Regions from separate parts of the Sus scrofa genome. Here regions 1 and 3 are each linked to region 2. The links are chromatin contacts, called in public Hi-C and promoter capture Hi-C maps. All regions are on one chromosome and are shown on one strand. Each heading gives the region's core, a stretch centred on a gene start, on an enhancer-like site or on the middle of the called end of the contact. The rest is flanking DNA. Distances are from core to core; before and after follow the strand shown. Region 1 overlaps PRKCE (protein kinase C epsilon type). Region 2 holds the start of PRKCE (protein kinase C epsilon type). Region 3 overlaps PRKCE (protein kinase C epsilon type).

Evidence for each region. Promoter capture Hi-C pulls out the DNA fragments that hold promoters and counts their contacts. Hi-C and Micro-C count contacts between places; a contact is called where the count stands out from the background.
Region 1: a contact with region 2 is called in a Hi-C map of liver, with 4 times the contacts expected there. The contact joins the enhancer-like site here to the promoter of PRKCE in region 2. A contact is called at or near these places in 4 of 5 promoter capture datasets (fetal liver, fetal skeletal muscle, liver and 1 more), 33 of 47 Hi-C or Micro-C datasets (adipose tissue, alveolar macrophages, blood and 16 more) and 2 of 2 datasets of contacts at active chromatin or transcription factors (alveolar macrophages and skeletal muscle).
Region 3: a promoter capture Hi-C map of skeletal muscle shows a contact between it and region 2, with 8 times the contacts expected there. The contact joins the enhancer-like site here to the promoter of PRKCE in region 2. A contact is called at or near these places in 2 of 5 promoter capture datasets (fetal skeletal muscle and skeletal muscle), 4 of 47 Hi-C or Micro-C datasets (adipose tissue, brain and skeletal muscle) and 2 of 2 datasets of contacts at active chromatin or transcription factors (alveolar macrophages and skeletal muscle).

The regions. Positions count from the first base shown.
Region 1 is chr3:94,573,437-94,576,651 of Sscrofa11.1, reverse strand. The region is part of intron 3 of PRKCE (protein kinase C epsilon type); the gene reads left to right. Among named protein-coding and RNA genes, the nearest start is that of PRKCE, 290 kb to the left of the region's middle. Within about 2 kb of position 1,336, at least 36 of the 83 cell types and tissues checked have an H3K27ac peak or open chromatin away from gene starts, as enhancers often do. A contact at or near this core is called in adipose tissue, embryonic fibroblasts, fetal liver and 6 more, where this site is marked.
Region 2 is chr3:94,863,155-94,866,529 of Sscrofa11.1, reverse strand. PRKCE (protein kinase C epsilon type) reads left to right here and starts at 1,981. Exons shown (of 16, transcript XM_021088295.1): 1 at 1,981-2,112; 2 at 3,177-3,375. The coding sequence starts at 3,374.
Region 3 is chr3:94,589,852-94,592,952 of Sscrofa11.1, reverse strand. The region is part of intron 3 of PRKCE (protein kinase C epsilon type); the gene reads left to right. Among named protein-coding and RNA genes, the nearest start is that of PRKCE, 270 kb to the left of the region's middle. Within about 2 kb of position 1,597, at least 7 of the 83 cell types and tissues checked have an H3K27ac peak or open chromatin away from gene starts, as enhancers often do. A contact at or near this core is called in skeletal muscle, where this site is marked.

The DNA of each region.
Region 1 (3,215 bases), core at 87-2,586, 290 kb after region 2:
TGGCCTATCACAGGTGTATTCCTTGACCTACCCCCAAGGTCATCTGCAGAATACCCTGTGACCTCCTATCTCTCTCTGCCTGGGGGTGACCTAAGCCACGGCGTTATGGGGTAGGGGCTAAAAATCTGATGGCCTCCCCCTTTAGGTGGTTTGATTTTAGGAAAATTCCTCTTAGTTGTCCATCATTATTCTGATGGTAGCTGCCAGTTTTCAGCCACGTGGAGGTTGTACATTTGTAGAAGCCAGTGTGGATGTCTTGGATGAAGGGGGTGTTGGCTGGCAACTCAGTGCATCTTGTGGGTTTTTGAGAACCAGGATGAGTATTTTATTTTCCAAGAAAGGACACAACCGAGAGTAAGAGGTGATGCTATTCATGATGACGCTGAGAAAACAGGCAAAATTCAGGACCCTGTTGGGTGAACCCACGTTCTCCCTCCTACCCTATCCCTGTCCTGAATTTCCTGCATTGTTTTTATACTTGACCTCTGGGTCCCTTTTAACATCCCACCCTTCTCAGCCCCATCAGCCCTTCCAGAAACTCTTTGTTCAGTGAGCAAACCTTTTCTGGCCTCTCGTCTTCATTCTTTTCTGTGGACCTCTTCTCTTTGGCCTAAACTTTGCCTTTTCCTGATTATTTGACCATGAATTCACTGTATCATGCCTTACTCAGCAACTTTCAGAACAAAGGCAAAAAGGCACAAATCTGCTTAAACTAAGTGTGTATTTGCAGATATACACAGTACCAGTTTTCTTGCTCGCTCATGTACAATCTCAAGGACCTTGGCCCCCTTCACGATAGACGACACTGTGAACAGCCAGGGCAGAGGCTGGTGCTCCTTCCCAGTCAGGAGAGGCGGCTTGGAGCTCTCTGCCCGCACGGAGTCCTGTGGCCGAGTCAGCACTCAGGAATCCAGCGCAGTAGGCTAATTCCCCACTGGCTCCAACCCCGTCCAACCCCAGTGAGATCCAACCCAGAGCACCCCGCCAGGGTGGAGGAGGTGCAGGACTGCCACTTTCCAAGTTATTTTTTCTCCTGGAAAATATGTAAAAAACAAAAACAGACCACTCGGCACCATACTCCCCTGCACCTGCTCCCTGTGGTCACTGTGAGTCCTTAGTGGCATAGTGGAGGTTGGTGCATCTAGAGAAAGAGAAATTGGATAGAAATGTAAAATATTATTAAACCTCTGACGAGTTTATCTTGGTAGTGGTCCAGTAGTGACAGACAGGAGACAGGCTTGTGTAAAGCCAGCAGCGTCGCCTTCCTCGGGGTCACTATTTACACTCCCCGATAAGCAGCCTTACTGTCAGGTGGTCATGCCTGGGAGTTGACCTTTCCACAGCTCTGTCATCATTTTATAGCCCACAATCCTGGAGAGTAGAATCAGAGCGCTCTCTTTCAGTAGATTACAAAAGGCTTTCAAGGAGACATTTCCAACCCTGTGTCATTAAGAGAAAATGCAAGGACAAAAAACAAAAGTGTTTTACTTAAGTGACTCCAGTGGCTGTTAGTTAGTGTACTTTTGAGTCCTGCTTGCCGTAGATCATTGCGGGGACCTGCTGTTGTTGCCGAGATGTGGGTGTAACCCATCCCCTCACCAGGCTGGGCTGCCAGTGAACGGCTGGCAAGTACATTCAGGGAACACGTGCACACACCCCCCCTCGCCCCCGTGTAACCCCAGAGTCTCCTGGCTTAGCTGAACTCATGTTTAGAACTCATCTCTGGCCGCTGCCTTCTATCCCTCACTTAGTGGCTCCTAGAAACTGCCATCTGCACTGCAGATTGGAGGCCGTCCTCATTTGAAGACAAGCACAGACCCCATTTCCAGCCCAACCCCTGCCACTTGAGCCTGCATGTCTGTGAAAGGGGTGAGAAGCTGGATCAAGGGCCATTAGGGTTGAGAGGCGTGGCCTCCAAAGTCGTGTTTGCCTACCGCTTGGGCCAGGCTGGGTGAGCCACCGAGAAATGGGAAACAAACAATAGGCTTTCCATTCGTATCTACTCTCTTACCTAAGGACAAGAAAATAATTTCAACTTTTAACTTTTGAATATTTATTTTTTCCATTATATTTGGTTTACAGTGTTCTGTCAATTTCTACTGTGCAGCGAAGTGACCCAGAATATATATACATTCTTTTTCTCACAGTATCTTCCATCATGCCATTTTAATATTCGTTATATGAATTGCCAATTCTCTATGTTTATAAGAAAGTAAACCCATCTATCAAAAAGTTTTTACTGATATTTGCAGCCCAAAATATTTGAAGACCTTTGGCTTAGTCCAACCAGGTCCAAGGAATGGAAGAAGCAGAGTGCCTTTTTTTGTTTTTTGGTTTTTTTTTTAGGGCTGCACCTGCAGCGTATGGAAATTCCCAGGCTAGGGGTTGAATCGGAGCTACGGCTGCCGACCTATACCACAGCCACAGCAACGCGGGATCCAAGCCATGTCTGGGACCTACACCACAGCTCACAGCAACACCAGATCCTTAACCCACTGGACGAGGCCAGGGGTCAAACCTGTGTCCTTATGGATACTAGTCAGGTTTGTTACCACTGAGCCATAACAGGAACTCCTGCAGAGAGCTTGTTAATCAGAGCCAGAGTGAAGGTGATTACGTGTGTTCAGGGCTATGCACACACAGGCTGCACACACAGCAGCATGTGCACACTCATGCTGATGCTCACACTCACATGCTTATATTAACACACACATCACTTGCGCATCGCCCCTCCCTTCACTCACACCCTCACTCCCACTTTTATTCATTCACAAACACGAACACTCCCACGCTCCCCCCAACTCTCACACCCAAATACACACCACGTGATCTCGGACACAATGTGCCTTTTGCTTAATAGCCTACAGCAAGTAAAAATTTAACAAACACCTGTTCCCCTGGGAAAGCCGTAGCACAGTTAATCCCTTGGAGAAGCACTAGTGTCCACTTGCTGTCCGACTTAACCCACTCCGAGGGCTGGCATCAGACCCGAGCCTCAGGAAGTCGGCATCTTGCATGCTTAGCGGAAGCTTAGTGGCTGAGGCAACTTCTGCGCACTCAGCACCATCCGAGTGGTCTTTGACAGATTAGGTGACAAGAGGGCACTCGTGAGGCAAAGACATAGTCTCCAGCCTTAGGGCAATTGGTCCCTGGATTGGGAGATAGTGTGGACTGTGTCACACGAGGCACTGCCAGGTGTTTAGACGGAGCCGCAG
Region 2 (3,375 bases), core at 732-3,231:
TGGAGGTTATTGGTTTTAAGACTGCTTAGTGCCACTGAGATGGCAATAGATTCTATTTAATATATTTGGGCTTCTTGCCCAAATTGGAGAAGTGGGGGAATATAATACCATGCAAAAAGTTCAAGTTTAGTGTGTCTTTAATTCTAAATATATTTTCTGTTCAACATACAGGAGAGGAGGGATTTTGGCCAGTGTCTTTCAATCTTTTCTTCTCTGTTTTCAGGCAAGATAGAACTCATCCAACAAAAGAGTAGAAGAAGGTATGAAACACTCAAGAATCCCTAACTTTACGAAAGAAGTCTGTGCCTTTCTCAACTCCCCCACAGGGCTGGGGCTGGAGTGAGGCACAAAATTTCAGGGATGCCAATAAACTCAGCAATACAAATAATTTTTTAATGTGATATTTAAAATTATTCAAAATTTGAATATTATGTTCATCCTGGAGTTCTACATTCGTTTTGATTTTTTAAAAAAATATTGCATTAAAATATTTTTTATCTTGATGGCTGAGTTTGTTGGTAGCCTTTCAATTCTGCCTCTTTGTCAGGCATCTCACTCATGTCTAGCTCTGGCTCTGCTTCCAAATGCCTTTGTAGATCCAGCCCTATTTGCCAGTGTCTCCCATCACATGCCTTATGAAGGGGGAAGCATTAAATAAGAATAGAATGGTGGAAGGAAGAAGCAAGAAGGAAAATTTTCTGATGATCAAAGAAATCAAACGTGAGCAGCAATGAGATATCCCACGTGTGCTTTGTCAAACTGACAGACTTTAAAATAAGCCTGCAGCTGGTGGGAGTGGCCCTGGAAGGCACAACTTTTATATCCTGGCTTTTAACATGTGAATGGTCTCCACTGTCCCTAAGACTACACACCAGCATTCTCTGTACTTTGCCCCTGCATCCAGGAGGCTGGGCTTCAAGAAATTACTTGAAAGCTGGGGAAGAGAGCAGTGGCTGCAGGCCTTAGGAGAGGTTTTGCCACCACCACCTTGGCACTTTTCTGATCATTTCTGCAACCTGTGTGCGGCTCTGGGTATCCCGTTGTTCCAGGGGACTGCCTCTTTCTTCGCTTTTAAGCTTTTTTAAGCCTTTGAGCCACAGGCGGTGATAACCTTTTACCAGTGAGAAAAAGTGATCGAGAGGTAGGTTTTACATTTTGGCCGACGCTAACCAGACTCACAAGATAAACACTCAGCTTACCACGATCCCTACAAACGCCCTGACTTGACTTGGCACAAGGGTGAGGGCCGAGGTTTTCTTTTTCCGTTTGCACAACAGGTTGGGGAGATGACCTCTTCCCAGCTCTGTCCTTCGGCGGTTCCAACCAGGGCCGCGCCTGGGACCTCCGCGCTCTCCGCCCCGCCCTCCCAGGTTCGCGTCCCCAGGCGCGGGGCCGTCCCTCTCCGGGCCGCCTTCCCTGTCCCCCGCTCCCCGCGGAGGAAATTCTTCCCCAGCAGCCCAGGGCTCGACTCACGTGATCAGCCGCAGCCGCGGCTTCCAGCGAGAGTTTAAAGGTTACGGAGGAAATTAGCACAGAGCCACTCGCCCCCCCCCCTTTCCCCCACCTCCCGCCATCCCGGTGGACGCGCCCCGTTTTCGGGCAGCTCGGACGGCCGCTGTCAGCGCGCTGCCCAGAGCCCTGTCCCCCAAAAGGGCATAGGCAAGGTCCAGAGTAAATATGAAGTCACTTTGTAGAGAATAAACAAACACAAAACGGAGCCAGGGAGCTACTAAGCTTTCACTTGTCAACAAGTTCTTGCAGCCGGAGAAGTCCAGGGCAGACCCCCAAAGGGAGAACGTCCCCAGAGAATGGGAAGAGACGATACATGTTTTAAAACACATACCAAACCTTGCACAGCCTTCCCTTTCCCCCTTCCCCCACCACCGTGGAGCGGAGCGTCTCCGGACAGAATGACAGACAGACCGGCCAATACTCCGCAGGCTGCCCTAGCCTGCCAGAGTCCGAGTAGAGGTGGGGCTGGGGGAGGGTCTCGCGTCCTCTCCGGCAACACGACCCCCGCCACTCCTCCACCCCTGGTTCTAAAAGAGTGTTGGCGGCCGAGCCCGGAGAGATGCGCGACCCACTGGTCCCCGGGCGGAGACCACAGACCAGGTACGGATAACTGGCGGGCCCGTAGCCCCGCCCTCAAGGCCGCCACTCCCCGGGGTCCCGCGCGGGGTCCCCGCCTGGCTCCCCGGCCCGCCGCCGAGACCCAGGCAGGCTCGTCTGCTCTCTGTAGTCCTCTCCTCTGCTCACTTTTCCCGTATTGCTCCCCCAACCGGCAAAACTTTCTATTTCCCCAAACACAGGAACGCGCGCGCGCGCGCGCGTACACACACACACACACACACACACACACACACACACACACACACACTGACGTCTTTTGCGCATTTCCTGCATTAGAGGGAGGGAGACTCGCTCGCACACCGACGGAGGGAGAAGAGACCGAGGGGGAGAGCGGGCGGCGAGCGAGCGGCGGCCGAAAGCGGGGACGCGGGGAGCGGGGCGGGCGGGCGCCGGCGCCCGGGAGGTGGGGCCGCGCCGAGTCGCAGTCCCGGCCCCGCCGCCGCGCTGCGCACCGCCCGGTGCCGGCCTGCGCCCCGAGCCCGAGCGGCGGCCACCCCGACTCCCGAGCCCGCGCGGATGTGAGATTCACGGCTCCTGGCGCCTCCTGATCGCCGACTGCGGCGCGGCGCGTCTTCGTCCAAGAGGAGGCGGCCGGGCTGGCCGTGTGGCTTGTGGATTTTTAAAAATTTGGCTCCGAAGAGGACCATTTCCTCTCGACATGCATCCCTCCGGATAGACTGTACATCCCTCGGTCCATCCCCCGCCCCGCGCGGTCAGAGGCAGGCGCTGGGTGTTCGAAGAGGATCCGGGTTGAAATCTGCGCCCCCGGTTCAGGTCCCCGCCCCGTCCCACCGCCCCCTTCTCCTCCCGGAGTCGAAATTTCCCGGGGATTATGTTTCGGAAAGGTAGGTAAGAGCCGGGCGCGGCGCCCGCTTCCCGCAGCCCGGACTCGGAGAGCCAGCGAGGCAACGAGACAAGCCTCCGCGGCTTGCAGCGAAGCCGACAGCTCGTCTCCTCTTCTGGAGGTGCTGCTGGTGGTAGGGGGGAGAGACTTGCTCCAAACACGGACATCCCCCAGCTCTCCCCCCCTCCCTCTTTTCCGTTAGGAACCCAGCGAGGAAATACATGCACTGGCTGAGAATCGCCCGCGCCAGGGCGCAGCGCTACAAGGTGTAGGGAGAGTGTGGGGTGGGGCGAGAGGGGACCCAGGAGTCCCTGTGGCTCGGAGCGCCGCGGCGTCGGTTCTTCGTTCCTGCCCTCGGGGCGGACGGAGTGACCCCGGCTCCCACTCCCCGCCCCGACCAT
Region 3 (3,101 bases), core at 348-2,847, 270 kb after region 2:
GAAGGCAGAAGTTCTTCTAGACACACAGTTTTCTCATCTGATCTTCACAACCACCTGGGGGCGAGCAGGGCAAGTACCCTTATCCCTCTTTTATGAATGAGGCTTGGCAAGTACTTTTTTCCCCGGAGTCGCTCTCCATCCCATGTATCCTAGGGCCAAAATCCCCAGCTGCTTTCTGATCCTAGATCCTTGTTTCTGTCACTCACAGCATCTGGGAAAGCTGGAACCCCATAAAAATCTGTGAAGGCATGACTTCAAGAATCCCTGTTAGCATTTCATTTCCTATGAGTGTGATGGAGTGGGAAAGAACTGGACTAGATGTCCCCAAATTCAGTTCCTGCCTGGAATTGTCACCTGTGCCTCAGTTCACATTCCTGCTTGAACTTCTGGACAACCTGCCACCCACTCCCTTCCCACTGTCTTCATTAAACCCTTCCTCCTGGGCCACCCTCACCCCAAGGCCATGTGGCTGCCCTCTTCTGGGCAGCTGGCTACCCAGGGTGCCTCCAGCTCAGACCTGCACTTCCCACCAGGCCAGAGCCACTCTTTAATAGAGTCGCGCGGGCTGATCCTCCAGCGTGTGTTGCTAAGCAGCTGGCTTTCGGTTGCCTGGAGATTATCATGGAGTTGAGACCACGCGGTGGTAACGTGCATCTCATCTTGCACTGGTGTGTGCTTGAACGCCTGAGAACCACCAAACCTTTCTCTTGTGGCTCTGATTTTATGTTAAATCCCTGTAACCTGAGGATCCATCCTTCACATATTAGTCCTTGGAAATAATTGCACAAAAGATCGTGCTCTGATATCCTTGGCTTTATAGGGATCTGCAGTTCTTCAGGATGTAAGAGGGGAAAAAATACCACACACCCTTCATAAAGCAGGATAAAGGGAAGCAACAGGAATTGAGCCTTTGTGCTTATAATGGAGGGAAGGGAAATGGTGCACTTTTGTATTTTCTTCAGACGGACTGTTGATGTGTATGGGGAGAAATCACGAGAGGAATAGGCCTTGCTGCACAGGGAGCATTTCAGCAAGTTCCCGTGGGAGCGACTCGGGCACTAAAAGTCTTCTAGAAAATGCAGAGATGGTGGAGTTCCCCTTGTAGCTCAACAGGTTAAGGACCCGACATTGTCTCTGTGAGGATGCAGGTTTGATCCCCAGCCTCGTTCAGTGGGTTAAGGATCTGGCGTTGCTTCAAGCTGCAGCGTAGGTCACAGATGGGGCTTGAATCTGGGAACTTCCGTATGCTATGGGTGCAGTCCTGAAAAGAGAAAGAAAGGAAGAAGGAAAGGAAGGAAAAAAAAATGCAGACACCATAGGTCCCTGGACCTCTTGGGCTGATGCTGTGACACATTGATTTTTTTTTTTTTTTTGACATTGTGACAACTTATATATCCAGAGATAGCAGTACTGGTTGATTTGGGAGGATTTAACCCACCATTTGGCTAGAAGTGCATGTGTGTGCCCCTAACAGTGCCCAGGAGGAGCTGCTGAGAACCCCCCCACCCCCAGGTCCACAGAACAGGGTTCTGAGGTCTGGGGAGGAAATGCCATGTGGGGTTGGTAGGCTCTGCCACTCTGGCCTGCCACTTGTCATTTTGACACTGGCCTTGGCAGTGGAGCAGACGAAGCTCGGGGACTCCTCCAGTTTCCGCCAGCCAGCCAAGTGTGTTTTTGTCACCTCTTCGTGTTCCCAGCCCCGTTTCAGAGGCTGTGGCAGATACAGGAGCACAAGACACGTGATTTCTGCCCCCAGACTAGTTGAGAAGACACCCGTGAAACGGCGTCTGATGGTGTATAATTAAGCGCTGACTTTTGCAGCACAGACTTTGCGAGGCAGGAACACAAAGCAGCGATCTCGCCCTCAGGATCCGAGGGGTCCAGAAGGCTCTGTGGGAGGTGGGACTGGAGCTGGCCTCGGAGGAGGATGGATGCCTCTGAGCAGAGGGGAGGGAGGGAGGAAATGCCAGGCAGGAGGAGCCTGGTAAGCAGAGGCGCAGGGGTTGGCATGAGCTTGGAATGTGGCAGGAATGTGTGGGACCCATATTACCAGAGCCAAGTGTTCTTGGTGGCAGCAGGCGACATGGGGAAAGGGGGTTATTGGAAGCTTTGTGAAGGGTGACTGGAATAAGTCAACATTTAAATGTGAGTTTGCTGTGTCCTGGCTCCTTGGAGATGTTGAGAGGGGTGTGAGCCCTCCGTCCGCGGGCCCTGATTCCCGAGAAACAAATGGACCCCCAACCCACTGGGGACATTCTGCCTTCTCTCCTGTGACTTCATTCTGCAGAGCCTTCCTCCAGAACCTCTCCTTGTGGGTGGGGAGCAGACAGTGGAATGGACTCTACAGGCCTGGCCATCTAGTCGCTAATTAATTGGTTTCTTGATCATTGTAACAAAAGGGAACAAGTAGACTTTTGTTGGGGGAGAGGTAAAACAAATACATCCACTGCCAGAAGAAAGCAAGCCTCATGCCAAATTGAAGGCGTTCTTTGCCAGACCAGTTGTTTTTGAATAGTAAGGTGAAGGACTGAGGCACAGGAGATGCTAAGAACACGGGGAGCGCTAGGGTCAGTTGGAAGGAAGCGTGCTTCGCTGTAGCAGGTGTTCTGCAGAGACTGGATGGCAGGAAGGCTGGCAGTGCAGGCTCCCACTTGGACTGGGTCCGGGCTCTGCCTCCTCCCAGCAGCGGGGGACCTTGGGCTGGTTAGTTAACTCACCTGGGAAAATACTCATACTCCCCACCCCGACCCCTGCCCGCTTCCTGGAGCTATAATACTTACAGGATTGGAGACACATAAAGTGTTTGGAAGAGTGCTCAGCAAATAGTATGTGCTCAAGTAAATGTTAGAAGTGCCATTTTATTACGGGCCTCAAACACAGCACTGAGAAAAAAAAAATGGGCATTTCGTTCACTGTTGGTGGCAGCGAGGAGTTCCACGGAAATTGCCTGGTGGGAGAAGCGAGGCTGGATGTAGAACATGAATTGAGGGCAGCAGGATGGAGGGCATAGGCCAGGGACCAAGGCCAGGCCCGGGCTGTGCAGAAACCAGCAGAGCCAGGATGCCTCAGCAAGCTGGGATGTGGACAAGGGACCAGCCTGA